Regions from separate parts of the Macaca fascicularis genome. Here region 1 is linked to region 2. The links are chromatin contacts, called in public Hi-C maps. All regions are on one chromosome and are shown on one strand. Each heading gives the region's core, a stretch centred on a gene start, on an enhancer-like site or on the middle of the called end of the contact. The rest is flanking DNA. Distances are from core to core; before and after follow the strand shown.

Evidence for each region. A called contact is a pair of places that touch in the nucleus more often than the background predicts.
Region 1: a contact with region 2 is called in a Hi-C map of skeletal muscle, with 4 times the contacts expected there. The contact joins the enhancer-like site here to the promoter of ETV6 in region 2. A contact is called at or near these places in 2 of 2 Hi-C or Micro-C datasets (liver and skeletal muscle).

Annotation. Positions count from the first base shown.
Region 1 is chr11:14,640,922-14,644,453 of T2T-MFA8v1.1, reverse strand. The region is part of intron 3 of ETV6 (ETS variant transcription factor 6); the gene reads right to left. Among named protein-coding and RNA genes, the nearest start is that of BCL2L14, 190 kb to the left of the region's middle. Within about 2 kb of position 1,968, at least 2 of the 6 cell types and tissues checked have an H3K27ac peak or open chromatin away from gene starts, as enhancers often do.
Region 2 is chr11:14,423,562-14,426,955 of T2T-MFA8v1.1, reverse strand. ETV6 (ETS variant transcription factor 6) reads right to left here and starts at 1,316. Exons shown (of 7, transcript XM_015430391.4): 1 at 830-1,316. It overlaps LOC141408025 (a long non-coding RNA gene), which reads left to right and starts at 1,426. Exons shown (of 3, transcript XR_012420036.1): 1 at 1,426-1,759. It overlaps LOC135966172 (a long non-coding RNA gene), which reads right to left and starts at 770. Exons shown (of 2, transcript XR_010579295.2): 1 at 1-770.

The sequences.
Region 1 (3,532 bases), core at 719-3,218, 220 kb before region 2:
GGATTATAGGCGTGAGTCACCATGCCTGGCTGTAAAAAACATTCATGAGAAAAAAGTGGCAAAAAGTGAACACTAGTAGATTATTTGATGATACCAAGGAACTACTAGTTTTCAAGTGATATGATGGTTCTGTGATTAATTTTATAGAGTCTTTTTTTTGAGACCTATGTTGATACCAGGTCTTTGACTTGTTCCGGTCAAAGAGCAAGCACTTTTTTTTTTTTTTTTTGAGACAGAGTCTCGCTCTGTTGCCCAGGCTGGAGTGCAGTGGCGCGATCTTGGCTCACTGCAAGCTCCGCCTCCCGGGTTCACACCGTTCTCCTGCCTCAGCCTCCTGAGTAGCTGGGACTACTGGCACCTGCCACCACGCCTGGCTAATTTTTTGCATTTTTAATAGAGATGGGGTTTCACTGTGTTAGCCAGGATGGTCTCGATCTCCTGACCTTGTGATCCACCTGCCTCGGACTCCCAAAGTGCTGGGATTACAGGTGTGAGCCACCGCACCCGGCCTGTTGATACTATTTACAAGGGAAATTATATATCTGGGATTTGCTATAAAATAATCTGGGATGGTGAAGGAGAGAGGAAGTAGACCACAGGGGAAAACAAGATTGGCCTTGAGTTGACCATCAAAACTGGTGATGGGTACATGGTGATTCATTATACAATTCTCTTTACTTTTGTATAGGTTTGATATTTCCTGTTATAAAAAGCTTTTTTTTTTTTTTTTTTTTTTTTAAAGTGCTTAATTAACCTTGCAAGGATATAGGTTGGGATGACAAGCACTAACTTCCTCACTTTAACCCAAATGCATATAAATGCTTACCAGGCACTGACTAAAATGATCTGTAATCTTCTGGAGATAAGGCAAACTTTCCTTTTATAGATAATATGGATCTCAATTCTGCTGCCCATAGAAATGTATTTATCTTTTGTCCATGGTTCACTTTTCATTTGTCACAGAGTATAATCACTGTAAACAACTGAAGACAGTTCCAGTTTGAACTTTCCTATATTTTCTTCTAAATGCCATTTACAGAATGTCTTTCTTTTTTTTTTTTTTTTTTTTTTTTGACACGGAGTCTTGCTCTGTGCCCCAGGCTGGAGTGCAGTGGCGCGATCTCGGCTCACTGCAAGCTCCGCTCCCCCGGGTTCACGCCATTCTCCTGCCTCAGCCTCCCGAGTAGCTGGGACTACAGGCGCCCGCCACCTCGCCCGGCTAATTTTCTTGTATTTTTAGTAGAGACGGGGTTTCACCGTGTTAGCCAGGATGGTCTCGATCTCCTGACCTCATGATCCGCCCGTCTCGGCCTCCCAAAGTGCTGGGATTACAGGCTTGAGCCACCGCGCCCGGCCCAGAATGTCTTTCTTTACTTAAAAGCTTATTAAGGTTTAAAATACTTAAGGATGATGAAGACCATGTATTGAAAAATCCCATTTCCTGAATCCATTTCCCATCTTACAAATTTCAAAACAGTCACAGGCATTGGTCAGTAATCTGGTTACCTGCAGGCTTTCTTTGATGTCCTGGGCTTCAAGGCTTTGTGTGTGGGTGTGCACTCAGGCCAGGCCTTAGGAAGTCTGGGAGGACCAGGAGAGGAAGAACTTTCATGCCAAGGGTAAAGGAGGAACTGATGTAATGTCCTGGAGAGATTTCACTCTCCGTTCCTGCCCAGACCTTGGGAACAATGCAGGAGGGTGATAGTGCTTTGGATAATCCAACTCAGATTCTACTTTGGACTCAGGATCCAGGCAGGAACAGGACTTGGAGGAGCTTGATTTATTTATTTCTCTGCAGATATCACTCAAAGAGGAAGTACTTGATGAAGCTGATAACATTAACAGTAGAGAACTGGATCCGAGGGTATTTAATTCCAGGCTCCTGGTGGTCTGGGCACAACCACTGTCAAGGCCGAGAGGCCTGCAGTGAGACCTTGCAAGCTTTGTTTCAGTCTGCAAAGCAGTGCCCGTGTACCGAGTGGGCTATGACGTTCTTAGCCTACTGCCTGCCACCTCTGTTATTATAAGTTGGCAACAGGGCATGGAAACTTACGAGACCAGAGCCGGCAGGCAGAGAAGCTCCGGACACAGGAAATGCACTGAGCGGACAGTGGGTGCATTAAATCCCCCAGATGTAGGAGTCTTCTGTCTAAAACAAGAAGATTTTTTTGGTCTGGCCTTGATGTCTGGGTTTGTTCTTGGTGAGCTGCCCAGCTGGAAAACTGGGAAATTATCCACATTGCCCTCATTCTGAAGGTCTTGATATGGAAGGGAAATATACAAGGAAGAGGGAGGGAAAGCCAGACATAATTAGTCCCTGTGGACACAGAAGGAAGGGAGGAAGAAAGACCAAGGACGGGCAGGGAACTGTCATTCTGGTTGGAAGTGTTTTCTGATCTGAAACCTTTTTCCTGGTAGACCTCTGTTAGACACAAATAATCCCTTCTTCTCACTGCCAAACAGCCTAAAATAAACCAGGACTTTAAATGTGGTAATTTTCTTTACAAAAAGGTCTGATTTCTTACCCTTTCCTCTTGTTAGGAAAGTTTCTCTACTTAAAAATTCATAAAAATTTGACCCCATTTAATCACGCTATAAATAATAAGTAACTAGTAAACCTAAACAAACAAACAAAAATCTGCCTTTGGTGAAAGTTTTGACTGGTAGGTTTCCAGGGTACAGCAAAGGCTAAGATCAAGTTTGCATCTCACACACCAGGATCACATTTCCACCATTGTGCTTTCCCTAAGCCCACAGATGCTGGTCAGAGAAGAAGGTCACCAGGGAGATGCAAATCAACAGGCCCAGCAGGTAATGCTCACTCAAGCCTCAGTCCACTGGGCTTCACTTTCTCCCTATCCCAGTCATTTTGTTAAAATTTAGTGGGAGTATGAATGATACACAGAGCTAGACAGAAGTCATAAGCTCAAGGTCTTGAAGTGGAATTTAAACTATATTTCATATACCACTCCCGGTCTCCTAAGCCCATTAGGGGATGAAAATCTCTCCCCCAAAATTCATAAGTTGAAGTTCTAACCCCTAGTACCCTCACATTGTGACCTTATTTGGAAAGAGAGTCCTTGAGGATGCAATTAGTTAGGATGAGGTCATTTTATGAACAGTCAATATGATTGGTGCCCTTATAAAAAGTATACTTTGGACTTAGAGACATACACAGGGGAAGAAAGGAGGTGAAGATGAAGGCAGAGACCTCCAAGGCAAGGAATGCCAAAGCTTGCCAGCAAACCACCAGAAAAGAGGAGAGAGTCATGGAACAGATCCCATCTCAAAGCTCTCAGAAGGAACCAACTCTGGCACACCATGTTGACCTTGGACTTCTAACCTCCAGAACTGTGAGATGATAAATATCTGTTGTTTAAGCCACCCAGTTTGGGGTACTTTGTTACAGCGGCCCTAGCTAACTAATAATACGCCCCCTACTCCAGTTACCTGAGGTTCAACCTCTGCTTGGTTTGGAGCCTTTCCCCTTGACTGTGTGCCCGGCATTTCGGCCTATTCATCCCCACAATGT
Region 2 (3,394 bases), core at 67-2,566:
CAGCAGTGTGTTTACAAACATCCACCGCCCTGCATTTACAATACTGCAAAACCGGCCAGAAAGCTGGGAGGGTGCTGCTCTTAGATATCCTCTCTGCACTGTCAAACACAGAAGGTCATTTTGCCTGGTTTGCTTAGTTCTTCCTCTCCCTGCATCACAGGAGTTTTCTACTTTGGGATTGCTCAACTTTCATATGGATCAGAGTAAAATAACTATTCAGCAACTTTATTCACCTAGGTTAAAAAAAAAAAAATTCATTGTGCAATGCCTAGGAAAAGCTGACACCAGGACTGCCTCTCCGACAGCACTTGCAATTACAATCAGACGAGGGGGAAAAAAATCATGTCTGATCAGACCCAGAGAGTCCTTTAAAAAAATGAAGAAAAAGATTCTATCGCAGCTGGGACTGAAGAACTTTTTTTCTAAGAAGACCACCCCTCGGGGACAAAAGTTACATTTCAGTCACATGTTGGGTGTAGGAATAGGGAGCAGGTTTTTGGGGGTTTTTTTAAGCGCACTAATTACGGGGGTGTTTTACAGTTCTGGAGACAATCCGGGTTGCTCCTGACCAATTGTGACCGGCATTTCATTGTCAAAAAGCAAGAGGGTGGGGGCCGAGGAGCCGGCAGGGGCTCGGCGGTGGGGAGTAGCAAGGTTACGCTAAAGGGTACAGCCGCCGCCGCGAGCTGCATCTCCTTCCCTCGCGCCCCAAATAATTTACTGCGAACAGAGCAACTGCAACAGCCCGCTCTGAGGAGCCCAGCACGACTGCCCTGGCCGGTGCAGCTCAGGGTTTCCACCACGGAGAGGGAGGGGAGAAGATTTTTACCTTAATGCTACACTGAGCAGGAGTCTCAGACATGTCTCACAGCGAGAGAGATCAGGAAGTTCTCAGGTTTTTTCCACTTTCCTTTCCTCTCCCCAACCCAGAAAGGCTCCACGGCCAGCCGGACGCGGTCATTTAAGAAGTTTCTTCCAGCATCTCTCCCGGCAGCCGCCCCGGGGGTCTGGAGCGCGCGGGGCGGGGCGGGGCGGCCGGCGGAGTTGGGCGCGCGGGGCGGCGGGGGCGTGGGAGCCGGGCCCGAGCGCGGCGGCGGGGTCTGCAGGTCGCGGCGCGGCGCGGGGACCCGGGACGCAGCCCGGCCAGCCTCCCGGTCTCTCCTCCCACCCGCAGCCGGCGCCCCCGCCCCCCGCCCTCCCGCCGCTCTCCCTCGCTCTCTCGAATGTTTTCCTTCCTGGAAGAGAGAAACTGAAAGGCAGAACTGAGAAAGCTCTTTGCTCATTGATCTTGAGAGTTTCAGTGCAGAAACTGACGTGAATTCCCAGCACTGAGCTCTGCCTCTTAAAGGAGCCACCAGGAAATAAAAGCTCGGGTTACAGCCCGGCATCGGGGAAATAAAAGCCGCGCGGGGGAGGGGCGGCCGCGGGGGCGCGGGCGGAGGAAACCCGGGGAGCGGGGCCGCGCCAGGCCGCGGCTGCTAGCGGGGCGAGCGGCGCAGCCCCCCAGGCCGGCCCCCGGTGCGGGCGCCCGCCCTCCACGCCGCGAGACCTCCCGCTGGCGGAGCCAATTTCCGGGCTTAAGGAAGACACCTTTAAAAAACGTTACATCGTGGCCCCAGACACCACAAAACAGGTTTTATTAAACTCCTCCCACCTCCCCTGGCTCCATCTCTTGGATACATCGATTTGCACAAGGGTTTTGAAACGTTTCCCTAAGCGCAGATGCAACGAAAGTAATTATCTATGAAGGGCCATTCCGGTAAGGACGCGGAATCCGAAGGAGGAAATAAAACAATAGCCTTTGTTCTGCTTCTCGACCGCTGCCTCTTTAAGAGAATCCACCAGGAAATGGGAGATCGGGTTACAGCCTGCACACGGGGAAATGTGGGGAGAGCGGGCGCCCGAGCGCGACGCCGGAGACAAAGCCGGGGCGGCCGCGCTGCAGACGCTGGGGGACCGCCGGGCGGGGGGATTCCCGGGGAAGGTGGGCGCCCCGGAAAGAGGTGGCGCCGCGCGCCCGCTTGGGGATGCGGCGGCCGCGGGCGCTTCCCCAGCCGAGCACGCGCTCCGGGACGGGAAGGTTGCAGGGCAGTTATCAAAGGCAGCTGAGTTCCTTTTCCTGATCTCCCCCTCCTGTTTCGAAATCTACTGCCCTTTTAAAGAAATAGCGGCCGCCACCAACCGAAATAGGTGACTCGACTACAAACTTGGCAGGACGTGTTCCTGCAGATAATACCCCTCCCCAGGACCGCTTCTGTGAAACCGTCATTGGCCGGTTGATTGGATGGCCCTGGGATCCTGCAGGGGGAGGAATATTTGGTTGGAAAAGCAGTTGAGGGTGGTTGAGGCCGTTGGGACTGAGGGGTCTAGCCTTGAGCACAAGTGGTCTGATTACTTTATTATTTTTATTATTATTTACAGTCTCTTAAATTGCCCTGAAGTGTCCACCACAAAAAACTGAGAACATTATCATTATACTTAAATTCTAACCTTGTTAACACATATATGGGGGTTTAATATGTGGATGTGTAATGTAAAACGAAATTTGTTGTAATTTCGTCTTTATTGAGTAATATATTAAATATGGTATAAATATGTATATACCCATATATGTTACCTGCACCGAACCAGGACACATTTCCCCGAGTCTCCCCACCCTTACAGATTTTGCCTACCCACTTTTCTTCACCTCTCCATATTATGAAATGTGTTCAGACTTGTATACACAATACTTTTGTTCACACATTGATCAGATCACTCCGAACGAGGCTAGGGTGGGAAAGAGTGCTGTTGCTGGGATGGTGGGAACTGGTTTTTGTGAGCCTCCAGGAACCTGAACAGTGTTTGTCAACTGGTAGTCATACTCTCCAAGAGATCTCAGTCTTGTCCACACCGACTCCTCTGCCTTTGACTACCCCCTTCTTCCCTTTAACAAATCTGTATTCTTTTGCTTTTCACAATTGATGTTGCAGACATTGGTTCAGATGTCCCATTGCTGGGTTATGTCTTCTACATCACTTAGCAATGTGATCCCTGACAACTCAGTTACTAAGCTTCTGTAAAATGGGGAGAAATAGTACCTAGCTTATAAGATTATCTTATTAAATAAGAAAATATATACAAATGCCTCCTTAGCAGAGAGCAGCACAATATATGTGCTCAGTTAAAGTTGGCTACAATTATTATTTAACCCCAGGACTAAATTAGTTCTTGACTTTTCTTCCTAACTCCTCCTCAACGTCTACAAGTGATTCATAGAAGTAGTAGTTTGAAGTAAACTGTTTGTGGTTCCAAAGCAAAAAACATAGTTGACAACTGTAGCAAAAGCTACATTTAGACCAGGGGTTGCCAGTCTCTGTAAAGGGCCGTTTTGTAAATGCCTTAGTCTTTGTGG